2 separate regions of the Mus musculus genome follow, and region 2 is linked to region 1. Evidence: chromatin contacts called from public Hi-C data. All regions are on one chromosome and are shown on one strand. The core of a region is the stretch at or near the end of the contact, and the rest is flanking DNA. Distances in the headings are between cores, read along the strand shown. Region 1 overlaps Ywhaz (tyrosine 3-monooxygenase/tryptophan 5-monooxygenase activation protein, zeta polypeptide). Region 2 has its middle 20 kb from the start of Pabpc1.

The links. A called contact is a pair of places that touch in the nucleus more often than the background predicts.
Region 2: a Hi-C map of embryonic stem cells shows a contact between it and region 1, with 3 times the contacts expected there. The contact joins two enhancer-like sites. A contact is called at or near these places in 1 of 15 datasets of contacts at CTCF or cohesin (large pre-B cells), 34 of 484 Hi-C or Micro-C datasets (the 63-12 cell line, B cells, the Ba/F3 cell line and 22 more), 3 of 115 datasets of contacts at active chromatin or transcription factors (bone marrow-derived macrophages, extraembryonic endoderm stem cells and large pre-B cells) and 3 of 9 other capture datasets (adipose tissue, embryonic stem cells and liver).

Annotation. Positions count from the first base shown.
Region 1 is chr15:36,776,074-36,782,784 of GRCm38.p6, forward strand. It overlaps Ywhaz (tyrosine 3-monooxygenase/tryptophan 5-monooxygenase activation protein, zeta polypeptide), which reads right to left. Exons shown (of 7, transcript NM_011740.3): 4 at 173-296. Among named protein-coding and RNA genes, the nearest start is that of Ywhaz, 15 kb to the right of the region's middle. Within about 2 kb of position 3,633, at least 90 of the 459 cell types and tissues checked have an H3K27ac peak or open chromatin away from gene starts, as enhancers often do. A contact at or near this core is called in embryonic stem cells, where this site is marked.
Region 2 is chr15:36,585,367-36,592,077 of GRCm38.p6, forward strand. No RefSeq gene overlaps it. Among named protein-coding and RNA genes, the nearest start is that of Pabpc1, 20 kb to the right of the region's middle. Within about 2 kb of position 3,960, at least 2 of the 459 cell types and tissues checked have an H3K27ac peak or open chromatin away from gene starts, as enhancers often do. A contact at or near this core is called in embryonic stem cells, where this site is marked.

The DNA.
Region 1 (6,711 bases), core at 2,383-4,882:
TCAAAAAGCTTCAAGTTTAAAATACCAAAATAGGCAAGACACAAGACAGAGAAAGTAAGAGCCCTACATATAGCCAGCACCTCAGTGCTTGAAGGAAGAACGAATACTTCAAAGGGTGGGCATCCACACCAGAACTGCTTCATGTAAGCTCAGCCAAGCAAAACCAGCTTACCTTTCTTGTCATCACCAGCAGCAACCTCGGCCAAGTAACGGTAGTAGTCACCCTTCATTTTCAAATAGAAGACTTTGCTTTCTGGTTGCGAAGCATTGGGGATCAAGAACTTTTCCAAAAGAGACTTCAGAAGAAAAGAAACAGAAATAGTAAGGAGACAACACTTACAAACCAAAGTTAAGCAAACACCAGAGACTGAATTGTAAAAGTCAAAACAAAACCTTAATTTTTCTAATAACCCAGCAGTTCAGAGTGCTGGTGCAGGAGGATTGCTGTGGATGAGACCAGCCTAGACTGCAAATGGACACTAACTCAAAAATTAAATCAACAAGTAAATCAAGGCAGGGAAAAGGCCAGATGGAAAAAACCCTTTCATCTCATCATAGCAATTTATTTTTCTTATTTACAGATCCTCACAAATGGAAATTTTCATTCTGTAGCTTTGCTTAAAACTATTAGTGTAGAGCTTACTGGAACTGTTACATACTAAATAAAACCAACTTCAAACAAATAATGTAACTGCATTGGAGAGAAAAAGGTAGAACAGAGTGAATAAATAAAAGTCAGTCTCTCACCATACCTACTTCCTTGAACACCACTGCTTTGAAATCAAAGTGATGTCCGTGCTCATCTGGGCTGAAGCCCAGATATGCCAATTCTTACAAGAAGTGTGCCTAGATTCTGGTTTCTATTCTCCGAAAAGACTCGAGATTCTTGAATATCTATAATCCAATGATGGAGGACAGAACTGAACAAATTTTAATCCTACTGCTTAATCTATGCATGTAGATAGGCCATAAAGATACGGTTAAGAGTGAGTGACTCTATCCCTCATAATGTACAAACGTGGCAGCTGGCATGCGCACCTTTGTAATCTCAACACTTAAAGGCAACACAGGTCACCCAAAGGTTAGGAAAGTATCTCAGTGACCCTGTGCTGGCCTAGCAAAGCCACAGAATCGACTTGCATGTGTGGAGGGTGTAATGGAAAACCCTAAAGCTGGACAGATACTCCTTTGGGAAGTGTTGATAAATGTTCACGGGAATTAGCAACCTACTTTATTAGTAATTTCTGTATTCCTAAAAAACATATCAGGAGCAGGGCAGTGGTGGCACACATCTTTAATCCCAGCACTTAAGAGGCAGAGGAGCCGGTTCCTGAGTTCCAGTTGAGTCTAGCTAGAGCATGCTTCAGAGTTCCAGTTGAGACCCTTCTGAAAAACCAAAACCAACCAAACCAAGCCAAACCCCTTATTGGGAATTGCAGTAACAGATCAACAGCAATCCCTCAGCCTCCCCACTTAAGTGACTCACTTAACTTTCAGTGTGTCTATCAAAACACCCATTTTAGAATAAGCACAGCAATGTCTAAAGCTCTCTGAAATAAAACGAGGACCCTATGAACAAAGCATCTAGTTTGATGCACAAAAGCCACACACACATATTCTGGGGATAATCACAGGCCCTCAGAACCATGAGTTTTTTATTCAAACCAACAGCAACCAAAATCATTTGAAAAAGTAACTTTCAACTTACAATAGGTACTAGCATGTATTGGGGCCTGGGAATCTATTCATGTGGCCAGAGTGACAGCTGCATTTCTCCATCTTCCTCACAGAAAAAGCTATCAGTACAAAGGCTATCAATTAACCTCCTACTTCCAAAGACTATATAATGTTTTATTTTTAAACTGTGAGTGCATAGAACCCAGATAGCAGCTCCTTAACTATTTGTGTTTCAGGGGAATCTGGCCACTCTTCAAGGACACCAGGCTGCACACGGTGCAAACACATGCATACAGACAAAACACCCCACACAGAAAACAGTAAGATAATAGACAATAATGCTGATTGCTTGTACTGTCATGGAAATAGTCATGACTGCACAGGAGGATGAGTGAAGAATGACTCTCAAGTGCCTGCATATCACTGCTAATGCCTGTAACTTTCTAGTCACATGTGCTACATGCTGCTCACCTTAAAATACAGCAACTGTTTATACTGTCCACCCACTTCCAAAGAACAGGAAATAAAAATGTGGGCTAAAATACTTTTTAATGCTAACACATTCTTCCTAAACCTAATTTTTATAGGCACTTGAGTTTCACCTCTATTGTGTCTACTTCCAAAGGTTTTAGTTTAAGGAGAACAAGGACATATCCTTTGTAAGGCAGTCAGGGACTAGTGTTACTGGAAGATAGAGAAAATGGAAGGCTTAGTTTGTCCTTTGTTTTCTTAGAGTAGGTACAATTATTAAAACAATTTTACACCTTTTAACTTTCACGCAGTCAGTTTTGTTCTTTAAGCTACAACCTCAACACTGCCCAGGTGTAAACTGAACTCATAGGCTCAAGTGATCATGCCTCCACCCTACTATAAGGTAGAGTAGTAGGGTCTCATGGGTTTAAATTTTATAAGCTAAACACCACTACCCAAAACCCATCATGTTGCCTGCTTCTAAGACACTCAAATATTAAATTCTGACTGAATTACAATGAATGAATTCTTCAACAGCCTACTTTAAAAACAAGAATTTTACAACAAGCTTCAGTAGAAAAATTTTTATTATCTTAGTACCTTAAAGACCCATCTCTCAAATACAAAAATAAACAAAGCTCACTATTTAATTTTTAAACAATTAAGATACAATATAAACTGAGGCTGATTCTATCAGATAATGAATATTTTCCTAAGAGAAAAAAAAATATTCTGTGTCTCTGACACCCCAAGTGCTCACTTTGGAGGACACAGAGGTGTCAGAGCAAGCACAAGCATTCCCAAGCTGCAGCCACATAGCAGGCTGTCTACACTTGCATGAGACAGAGGAAATCACTCTCTAGACCAAAGGTCAACAAAGACCAGTGAGAAACTGGTCATCGAGGTAGCACAAGTATCTTGTTTCACTACGTTAATTTCAAGGTTTGCTTTCCATTTTATCCCAGGAAAAGTATCCCCAATCAATCATGAATCCTCAGATTTCCTAGAAATTTGAGAGCACATTTCCTCCCCTGCCCCCCCTTTTAGAGCAAAGACATTTTAGATCATACAATTTTAAAAAAAATATTTATTTATCATATGTAAGTACACTGTAGCTGTCTTCAGATACCCCAGAAAAGGGCATCAGATCTCATTACAGGTGGTTATGAGTCACCATGTGGTTGCTGGGTTTTGAACTCAGGACCTTGGAAGCAGTCAGTGCTCTTACTGGCTGAGTCATCTCTCCAGCCCATATAGATCACACAACTTTTAACAAAGTAATTTATAGTTTACCCTTTAAAAAAAAAAAAGTGGATACTTTTAAAGGTTTTGTTTGATGAGACCTGGGTATTCTCAGGCCTCCTGTGGGCCGATTTTGAGACAATGGCCATCAGTCAGGTTTTTCCCGTCAAAGCCCTTTACTGTACCAACAGACTGCAGTGCTGGTGCTGTAGCAGGACAAAGCACACTTCCCAAGCATGGCTTGCTCACTGTAATGTGACACCACACCTGAACCTCTGCCCCAAAGAGAGCCTGAAGTCATGTGACAAAGAATTACAAATGCAAGCAAACCGTGTGCCAGGAAAGGAACACCAAGACCATAAAAAGCTGCCGGAAAAGTTGCCCAGCTAACAGACAGTAAGTCAGCTGTGCAGGGGAATAGAATTCCGGAACCATCTAATAAATACAATGGGTCAACATTATATTTAGGTAAAACCTTTAAGGGAACAATTTTGTTAGACTCCTGGTTAAATCATAAAAATTGAGGTTGGAGAGATGGCTCATTGGTTAAGAACGCTGGCTGCGCTTCCAGATAACCAAGGCTCCCAACCATCAGGACCGCCAGTCCCCAGGGGATCCTTTGGCCTCTAAGGGTACCAGGCATGCATGTGATGAACAGACACACATTTGGGGAAAGGAAGGAAGGAAGGAAGGAAGAGAGAGAGAAAGAAAGAAAGAGAGAGCGCGCAAGCAGGTAAGATGTCTCGCTGGCTAAAGGCCTCATGCCAAGACTGGTGGCATGATCTCAATGTTTCAGACCTCCACTGAAGGAAAACTGACTCCTGCAAAGTGTCCTGTGGTTTAGGTGCACGACTGCGTGCACGCACGCGCACAGAGTTAAAATATTTGTTTAAAGAGAAACCCTTAAAGTATCAAGAGCTTCTAAAGACTGTAAGAGCTTGCTTCACTTTCTTCCTACATCAGTTTATTTCTGTATTTCAAAATTTCAGAGACAGCACAGAAGCAATGATGCACCTGTAAACGTAAGATTTGGGAGGACAGTTCTCACTTCCTACACTTACTGCAAGAACTGCCATCAATGGTCATGAAGGAAACACATTAGCAAGAACAAGTCCTAAGCTGGGGTTGGTGCTTGTGCCTATAACCCTAGCACTTGGGAGGAAGACTGCTCAAGTCTGAGGCCAGCCCAAGCTTTGGTATGAATTATACCCTATTTCAAAACACAAAAAGCTGGATATGGAAGTGCCAACACTTGCGAGGTAGAGGCAGGAGGAGCAGGACTTCAAAGACTTTAATCAATACATACACACACAAATAAAAAACACACTAAAATGATCCCTAAAACTAATAAACTAAAATTTGAAAACGCAGCTGAACTTTAATGTGACTCAGAGTGAGAGTGAGCCTCCAAACCTGACCGAGCCTCTGCCTCTGTGCCATCACATCATTTAGTACTAAATACCCCCAAAGAGGCAATCTACTTTACAAAAACATGGTTAACATTTCTTGTGCAAGTCTTCCCACGCAAACTTTCCCCAGCACTTTACCCTACAGGATTTACCATCATTTCTAGTTCTCTTAAAATCTTAACTAGAAAGCTAAGCTATGAATTTAACCTATCCACTGTTTCTGAGTTTTAAGTCTTTTACTCCCCCTTGTGGCTGAAGGGGTGAGTGCTTACAAACTGTAACCTCAGTTGCTCCAAACTAACCATTTAGTAAAGTGTTCATAAAACATGTTAACAATGCTTCCTATGGCAACACTGAATGTTGTGTGTGAGGTCTCATGGACAGCTGCTACCTTTAAAGATCTGACATGAGGAAATGAAGAAGGTGACAGAGGGTGACTAACTCCAATGCATTCCCAACAATAAGCACATAGCAGACCGTCACTACATGTCAACCAACAAGGGCGCTGATAGAGTAGTTCCTTGGGCAGCACCCTAAAATACCACAAAAAGGAGTTTATGCCAAAAATTTAATAAGCAAAGCATCTTTACAAAATTGAATGCTTGATGGAATGCATTTAGGTGTTTCTGACCAGTTGGTGGTGGAGGGAGACACAGAGACGACCTCTGAATGGAAGTTACCATGATCATCTATTCAGGGTCACTGGGCCCAGGGTAAACACTGGGAAAAAACAGAACTGGGAGGAACTACTGCTAAACAACCCTGTGGTGGCTTTGCACTAAAGCAGGATTTCTATTTAAGAACAGCCTGGGCTACAGAATGAGAGCCTGCCTCAAAATAACTAACCAACTAACTATAAGGCAAACCTTTACTACTAATCAATATAGGTAAAACCAGACACCAACTCACCAAGCAGTTCTTGATAAAGTATTCTGACACCCTCCTCTGCAAGGTCCCTTTTGCAAACAGCATAACCATGGGCCTCATAAAACAAGGTCCCATTACCAAGCACTTACTTCATCATAAAGCTGTGTGCGCGGACAGAACAGGGGTCAACTTGAGGTGTCTTCCACCTCTTTCTTCCTTTCTTTCCTTCTTTCTGTAACAGGGTCTGTCAACAGACCTGGACCCCAGCTGAGTTGGGTGGCTTGGCCAGTGACCTTCAGGAATCTGTCTGACTCTTCCACCCCAGGAGAGGTCTACAGTCCAGTAGGAGCTGGGGATCTGAATTTGGGTCTTCCTGCTTACATAGCACGTGTTTTATCAACTGAGTCATCTCTCCAGCACCATTTTAAATGTTTGTCTTCAGTTTCTTTTTACAGTTTCATTTTCAGAGCCAAGGTTTTACCACATATAGCTCAAACTGACCTCAAATTTGTTATTTCCTGCTTGGGGTGCTGGGATTACAGGAACACGGCACCTAACATATGACCTTTGTTTGTTTGATTGATGCTTGACAGTCTCTTTGTCCCAGGCTCTAGCCTTGAAACTAGCTCCAAGACACAGGCTGTCCAACTTCTGGCCCTTCAGCCATCACCCACAGAGGTCCATGCCAGGATTACAGCTACTATGCCCTTTATGCTGGGGCTGAGGGTGGTACCCAAGTGCATTTCTTTCATCAAATGAGCCGCATCCTCAACCCAACACTTTAACAGTGTTTATAACCTGCACACATTAGTCTGTAAATTCCCAGCTCTTCCCCCATCAAATCTTTAAAAAAATGTTGAAGCAGCTTCCCCTGCCTTACTTCTATTTGTGTACAAGTCATTTTCCTCTCTAGTTGAGACTTAGAAGCAGAAGATTTTTATATCTTCTTTTCTATGACACAGGGTTTACAAAATAATGGGCAGTCACTCAATAAATATTAACTATAGGGCCGTTAAGTCTGCGCAACTATCCTAACTTTCACTCC
Region 2 (6,711 bases), core at 2,710-5,209, 190 kb before region 1:
GACACACAGACAACTACACCTCAACAATAAACAGTCAACCCAAGTTTTAAAAGCTGGAGCCCACTGTGACGGCATACATGTTTAATCTCAGCTGCTTGAATGACAAGACTCTTGAAGTAACTTTGAGACAGGGCTTTTCTGTGTAGCACTGGCTGTCCTGGAACTTGCTGTGTAGACTTTGTTGGCCTCAGAGATCTGCCAGCCTCTGCCCATTCAGTTCTGGGATTAAAGGAGTGTGCCACCATCACTAGACCCTTCAAGTGAAATGTTTAAAGGAGTTGTAGCTGTAGATGTGACTCAGTGGTGGGACCACTTGGTTCACATGGTCAAGCCCCAGGGTCAAACCTCAGAACTAAAAAAAAAAAAAAAGGTGGGAGGGATTTGGAAGAAGGAGAGAAGGAGGAGGGGAAAAAAGGAGGAGCAGGAACAGGTATGGGAAGAGACAGGGGAGATGTACAGTGGGACAGGAAATTGAACAGAGGTGTATAGCAATAGGGGATGGGGAACTACAAGTAGCCACCAGAAAGTCCCAGATGCCAGGAAAGCAAGAGCCTCCCAGGACCCCATGGGGATGACATTAGCTGAAATACCTAACATAGGGGAGATAGGACCTGTTGAGACCATATCTAGAGGTTAGCCATGCCCCTTGCCTTCTGGTTTAGGGATGGGGCCACCCACTCATCTCCAAAATTTTAACCCAGAATTGCTCCTGTCTAAAAGAAATACAGGGGCAAAGAGTGGAGCAGAGATTGAAGGAAAGGCCATCCAGAGACTGCCCCACCTGGGGATCCATTCCATATTCAAACACCAAACCCAGACACTATTGCTGATGCCAAAAAGAGTTTGCTGACAGGAGCCTGATACAGCTGTCTCCTGAGAGGCTCTGCGAGATTCTGACCAAGACAGATGCGGATGCTCACAGCCAACCATTGGGCTGAGCACAGGGACCCCAACAGAGGAGTTATGGAAAGGACTGAAGGAGCTGAAGGGGTTTGCAGCCCCATAGGAGGGACAACAATATCAACCAACCAGACCCCCCAGAGCTCCCAGGGAATAAGCCACCATCCAAAGAGTATACATGGAGGGACCCATGGCTCCAGCTGCATATAACAGAGGATGGCCTTGTCATGATAAAGCCCATAATTATGGATAATTAACATATTTTAATTAAAGTGTTGAAAAAGAAAAATATGACTTTAGATTGAGTTACTATACTTTTCAAAATAAGATTTATGTCAAAATTCATATCATATTAATAACAATATTCTGAGTTGGGGAGGTGGTGTAATCCTGCATGGCAGGAACCTGATGCTGGGAGCAGAAAGCAAAGTCAGAAGTCCAAGGTCAACCTTTGCCCCAGAGCCTCTGCCCCACAGCCTCTGCTACAATAGCCTCTGCCCCACGGCCTCTGCCCCACAGCCTCTGCCACAGCCTCTACTACAATAGCCTCTGCCCCAGAGCCTCTGCCCCACCCTCTGCTACATAGCCAATCTGAGTTCAGTTTAGGCTACATGAGACCTACAAAACAAATGAAAGATGTCATTTAAAATGTACAGACCAAGCCAGGTATATTGATCTAGGACCATAATCCTTGCACTGGAAAGGCTAGGGTAGGTAGACTATGAGTTCAAGACTGAGGGATACAGCCTTTAATCCCAGCACTTGGGAGGCAGAGGCAGGTGAATTTCTGAGTTTGAGGCCAGCATGGACTACACAGTGAGTTCCAGGACAGCCGGGGCTACACAGAGAAACCCTGTCTCAAAAAATAAATAAATAAATAATAAAAGATTGGGAGATACAGAAGACTTCAAGTCTTGGAGTAGAACAGTCAAAAACATAAAAACTGGCAGACAAGAGGAAAAAAAGTTTCAACAGGAAAAGCAGCACAGGGACTCTAAAGACAGCTTGGTGGATAAAGAGCACTGGCTGCTCTTCCAGAGGACCTGGATTCAATTCCCAGTACCCACACGGCAGTCTGTAACTCTGGTTCCAGGGGACCCGACACCCTCACATGAACATACATGCAGGCGAAACACCAATGCACATAAAATAAAAATAAATAAATCATTTTTTAAAAAGAGCAAAAAGAATAAAAACATGAGGGCTGGAGAGATGGCTCAGCAGTAAGAGCACTGTCTGTTCTTTCAGAGACCTGAGTTCAAATCCCAGCAACCACCTGGTAGCTCACAACCATCTCTACTGGCATCTGATGCCCTCTTCTAACCTGCAGCTGAACGTGCAGATAGAACAAAAAGAATCACACACTTCTTCAAATAAAAAGAAATGGTAGTGAGGATTAGTGAGGATGTGCCACATCAAAACTCGCCACATTCCATGTCACATTCCGTAGTTAGTGATAACAAGTGAGATGAGAATCCCTTGGTGACCGTATCAGTGCACGTGGGCGGATGACCTCACTTGCCTGGAAAGCATCTATTTTTTTAATTGGCTCATAAATATTCAAATGAATTAAAGAATACAATTCGTAGTAGACTTCTATATGCACACATATCCACACAATACTTAATTTCTTTAGCATGATAATATATGCACATATCATATTTGAACAGTAACCTATATGAAGTTAGTGTGTCTGTATGGAACTATCCGTCTCCACTCAGCAGACAGCATCTCACTCAACGCTGAGACATCAGAAGTCGTCTCAGCATGATCAGAGGAGTTGCACAGAAGTGAGTCAGAAAACCGGAATCTACCTCAGGATGAATGCCGTAAGGTAAGATAGGACTGCCAAACTCCACAACAGTGGTTCCCAACTGTGGTGGTTTGAATATGCTTGGTCCAGAGTGGCACTATTAGAAAGTGTGGTCTTGTAACACGTGTGTCACTGTGAGGGTGGACCTGGAGACCCTCCTCCTAGCTACCTGGAGAACAGTAGTCTTCTGATTGCCTTTGGCACAGGAGGTGGAAGGGACTCTCAGCCCCTCCAGCACCATGTCTGCCTGGACGCTGCCACACTTCCCACCATCATAATGGACTGAACCTCTGAACCTGTAAGCCAGCCCCAATTAAATGTTTGTAAGAATTGCCTTGGTCATGTCGTCTCTTCACAACATTGGAAACCCTAAGATACCAACCTTCCCAGTCCTGTAAACCCTTAATACAGTTGCTCAGATCATGGTGACCCCCAACCATAGTTGTCGTTGTTGTTGCTGCTGCTGCTTCATGACTGTCATTTTGCTACTGTTGTGAACTGTAATGTAAATATTTGATATGCAGGCTATCTGATGTGAAAGGGCCATTTGACCCCTAGAAGGGTTACAACCCACAGGTTGAAAGTAACTGCTCTAGGGAAAGAAATAATTTAAAAACCCATGTAACTGGATGTAGTTAACATACAAACAAATCAATGGGCTGGCAGATGGTTCAGTCAGTCACTGTGCTGGCTGCTAAGCCTGACAGCCTGAGTTTGATCCTCGCACAGTAGAAGAGAACCAACTCCACCATGTTGTCCTTGGATAACTTTGTGTGCTCTAGCACATACACAAAATAAATGTAATAAAAAAAATGAAAGCTTGCATTAAAAATAGTAACCAGTTGGAATATAATGGGAGAAACAAGCATTTATAAGTTCAACCACAAAGTATTTCTAAGTATTAATACTTTAAGCATTAATGAACTTTAACAAGAAATGTTCAATTACCAAATGAATTAAACTAGGAAGCACTCTTGAATATGTAAGAGTTCTGAAAATATCTTTCCTGTTAGGTATCATGTTGCTGCAAGTGGAACGGACCGCCTGAAGAATCAAGAGTACAGGCTGCAGAAACGGCTCAGTGGCTAAGAGCACTCACTGACTGCTCTTCCGAAGGTTCTGAGTTCAGTTCCCGGCAACCACACAGTAGCTGGGAGGAGCAAAAAGCATGGGGCCTGCTCCAGAGCCAGGTGCTGCAGGGAGCACTGTGCACACTGCGGCTGGGGAGCCTGGGCCGGGCCGGGCGGCCTGGTCAGGTAGTGAGCTCCCAGTTAAGGAAACCTGTCTTTAAGGTCAGGTACTTGGAAGGGGAGGAAGGAGGTTGTGAAGACTGAGACCAGTCAAACCAAAGCAAAATCAAGTCCCTTTCTGCCGAAAGCCACCATATACCAAGCTAAGACAGAATACAAATTGAAAGCTATCTCTAACATGCATTGTAAATAAGTGACCCATACCCAGTACAGAAGTCTTAGATGTGGTAGTGTGTCTAAGATGCCTATTAGTCCAGTGCCTCTCAGCCTTCCCACGGCTCCGACCTTTTAATACAGTTCTTTATATTGTCATGACCCTACCCATTCAATTACTTTGCTATGTGATAACTGTAATTTTGCTACTGCTACCAATCATGATGTATATAACTCTCTGTGACCCCTGTGAAAGGGTGGTCCCACCCAAAGAGCCACTATGCAAAGGTTGAGAGAGACCCCTGCTATAATCCAAACACTCGGAAAGCTGGGGCAACAAGTTCTGAGGCTGGCCTAGACTACACAGTGAGTTCAAGGTCAGCCTAGGTAGGCTACACTGTGAGACCCTGTCTCAAAAGAGAAGTCTTCACAATTAAGGAAGGGTGGAAGGCAGGTCCAGTGGTTTAAAGGGAAGGGTGCTTGCCACCAAAGCCCTCGTTCAATCCATGAAAGTTGTCCTGATAGATAGATGTGTACACTCATCCTGACACCACCCACACAGACAGAAACACACATCCCACATGCACAATGTCTAAAATATGTATAAGATAGATATAGTGTCAGGTTCTAGGGCTAGGATGAACTTAGGTATAAATTATAAACCTTGAAGTTAAAACTCATGAGTGGGGCTCACAGGATACAAGAGCGCCTTACAGACAATGTCTGAGAAAGTGAGAACATCCGAGATCTATCCAACATGATAGATTGTAAACTGAGTTTAAAAGTATTAATAGTGGGGTTTCCCTGGTAATCTATCAGCAGCTGTGGAGATAACCTTCCTTACCATATCAAGAGCTATGAAACAGAAAGTCACCATGCGCAGATAGGCGACTCAACCAAGAAGCAAGTGCTGGTGCTGTTAGGAGGAAGAAGCTTGGAAGGACAGGGAGTTTGAGAATCTCTACAAACTGCTGGTCAGGAGAAAGAGTTTAGTGAATGACTGCTGAGGCGAGCGAGGGGTGAGGGTGCAGCCATGTGCAGACTGAGAGCCCTTTGCCTGGAGCTAATGTTAAGGACATGACAATGAACTCAAGTTGAAGAACATTTATAAAATAATCTCAATTACAGAAAAGAAAGCAACAATAAACAAACAACAAACAAAAATCTGAGGAGCAGTAAGAAAGACAACTTAATTCCAGAGTTGCCCTAGACTGGCAAAGAGAAGGTGTGAGGTCATGGAAGGACTGACTGATTAGCTGCGTATCTCCCCAAATGGTGCAGCCTGTGTAAGATAACTCAGGAAGAACTCCTTCTCCCAAGGAAACAGATACGAGTGGGTAAAGGGAAGCAGCATCCATCAGACTGAGTTAGTGGTATCTGGAATCCCAGGGGTCCAGGAGACCGAAGTTACTGCCCAACTCAGCCAGACCGCATCAATACACAGACAAGCAGACAGGCAGACAGACAGCATGGTGGTCCCTGGTTTAATCTTCGTTCCATAAAGAAAGATGGGTGGGGATGCACAAGCAGCAAAGGGTTCAGCCTAGTCTGTGAGGATCCCCAGCACTCTCCTACACCGAGCTGTGCCTACAGTGAGCAGCACCTGCTGCAAATGCAGACGCTCGCCTCCGCCTGGGTGCTTGCTGGGGTGGGTCTGCCTGCATCCGCCTGTGTCTGCCTTCCAGAGGCTAAAGCCTCCCTCATCTAGAACCCCAGCATTCAGGCCAGATCTCATTGCAAAGCTCTGGCTTGTCTCTGCTGTCATCATAGGCCTCTTCTTGCAATGGCAAATCTCCTTCCTAACCATTGACAGGAGGTGAAAAGCAAAGTTATCAATATGAAACTTTCCAAAAAATTAAAAAAAAACAAAAACAAACCTAAACTAAAATTTAGGGCTGGAGAGATGGTTCAGAGGTTAAGAGCCATCTGTTTTTACAGAGCAGCTAGGTTTGATTCCTGGCACCCACAGGGTAGCTTGCAACTCCAGTTCCAAGGACTCTTGATGCTTCTGGCCTCCAGAGAGGTACCAAGAATGAAGTGGTGCAGATGTGCACATAGGTAAAGCATTCACAGTTAAAATAGAAAGCTAATTTTCAAAGGAGAAATTTAAGTGTAGGTTTAAGTTCACAAATAGGACACACTTTACGACATTTAACTTTATAATCCATTAAGAATCTACATTTTAGCCTGATTTTTCAGACACTCTGAAATAACTTTTCTCTTTGGAAATCATATGAAAACACTAATTGTCCTTCAGTGATGTGTTCCACTGTCCCAGGAGAACTGGGCCTTGTTCCAGTGCAATACATCAAATCGCAGCAATGTTCACTGTAGCCTAACACCCAACACTGTTGTACGGATTCCTGCCTACACACAAGCTTATCTTTATAGCCAAGAACTAAAACCACAAGTTTATACACACAAGACAATGGATAAACTTTCATATATTCACATGTTGTCTCAAGGTAGCCAACAGTACTGCTATATATGATGTAGATAAACAGATATACTAGCCCACAGAAACCAAGCACAGGAACTTGTAAGTTCATTTAAAGTTTAAGAACTACCATACACACACAAATGAATTCCATCAGC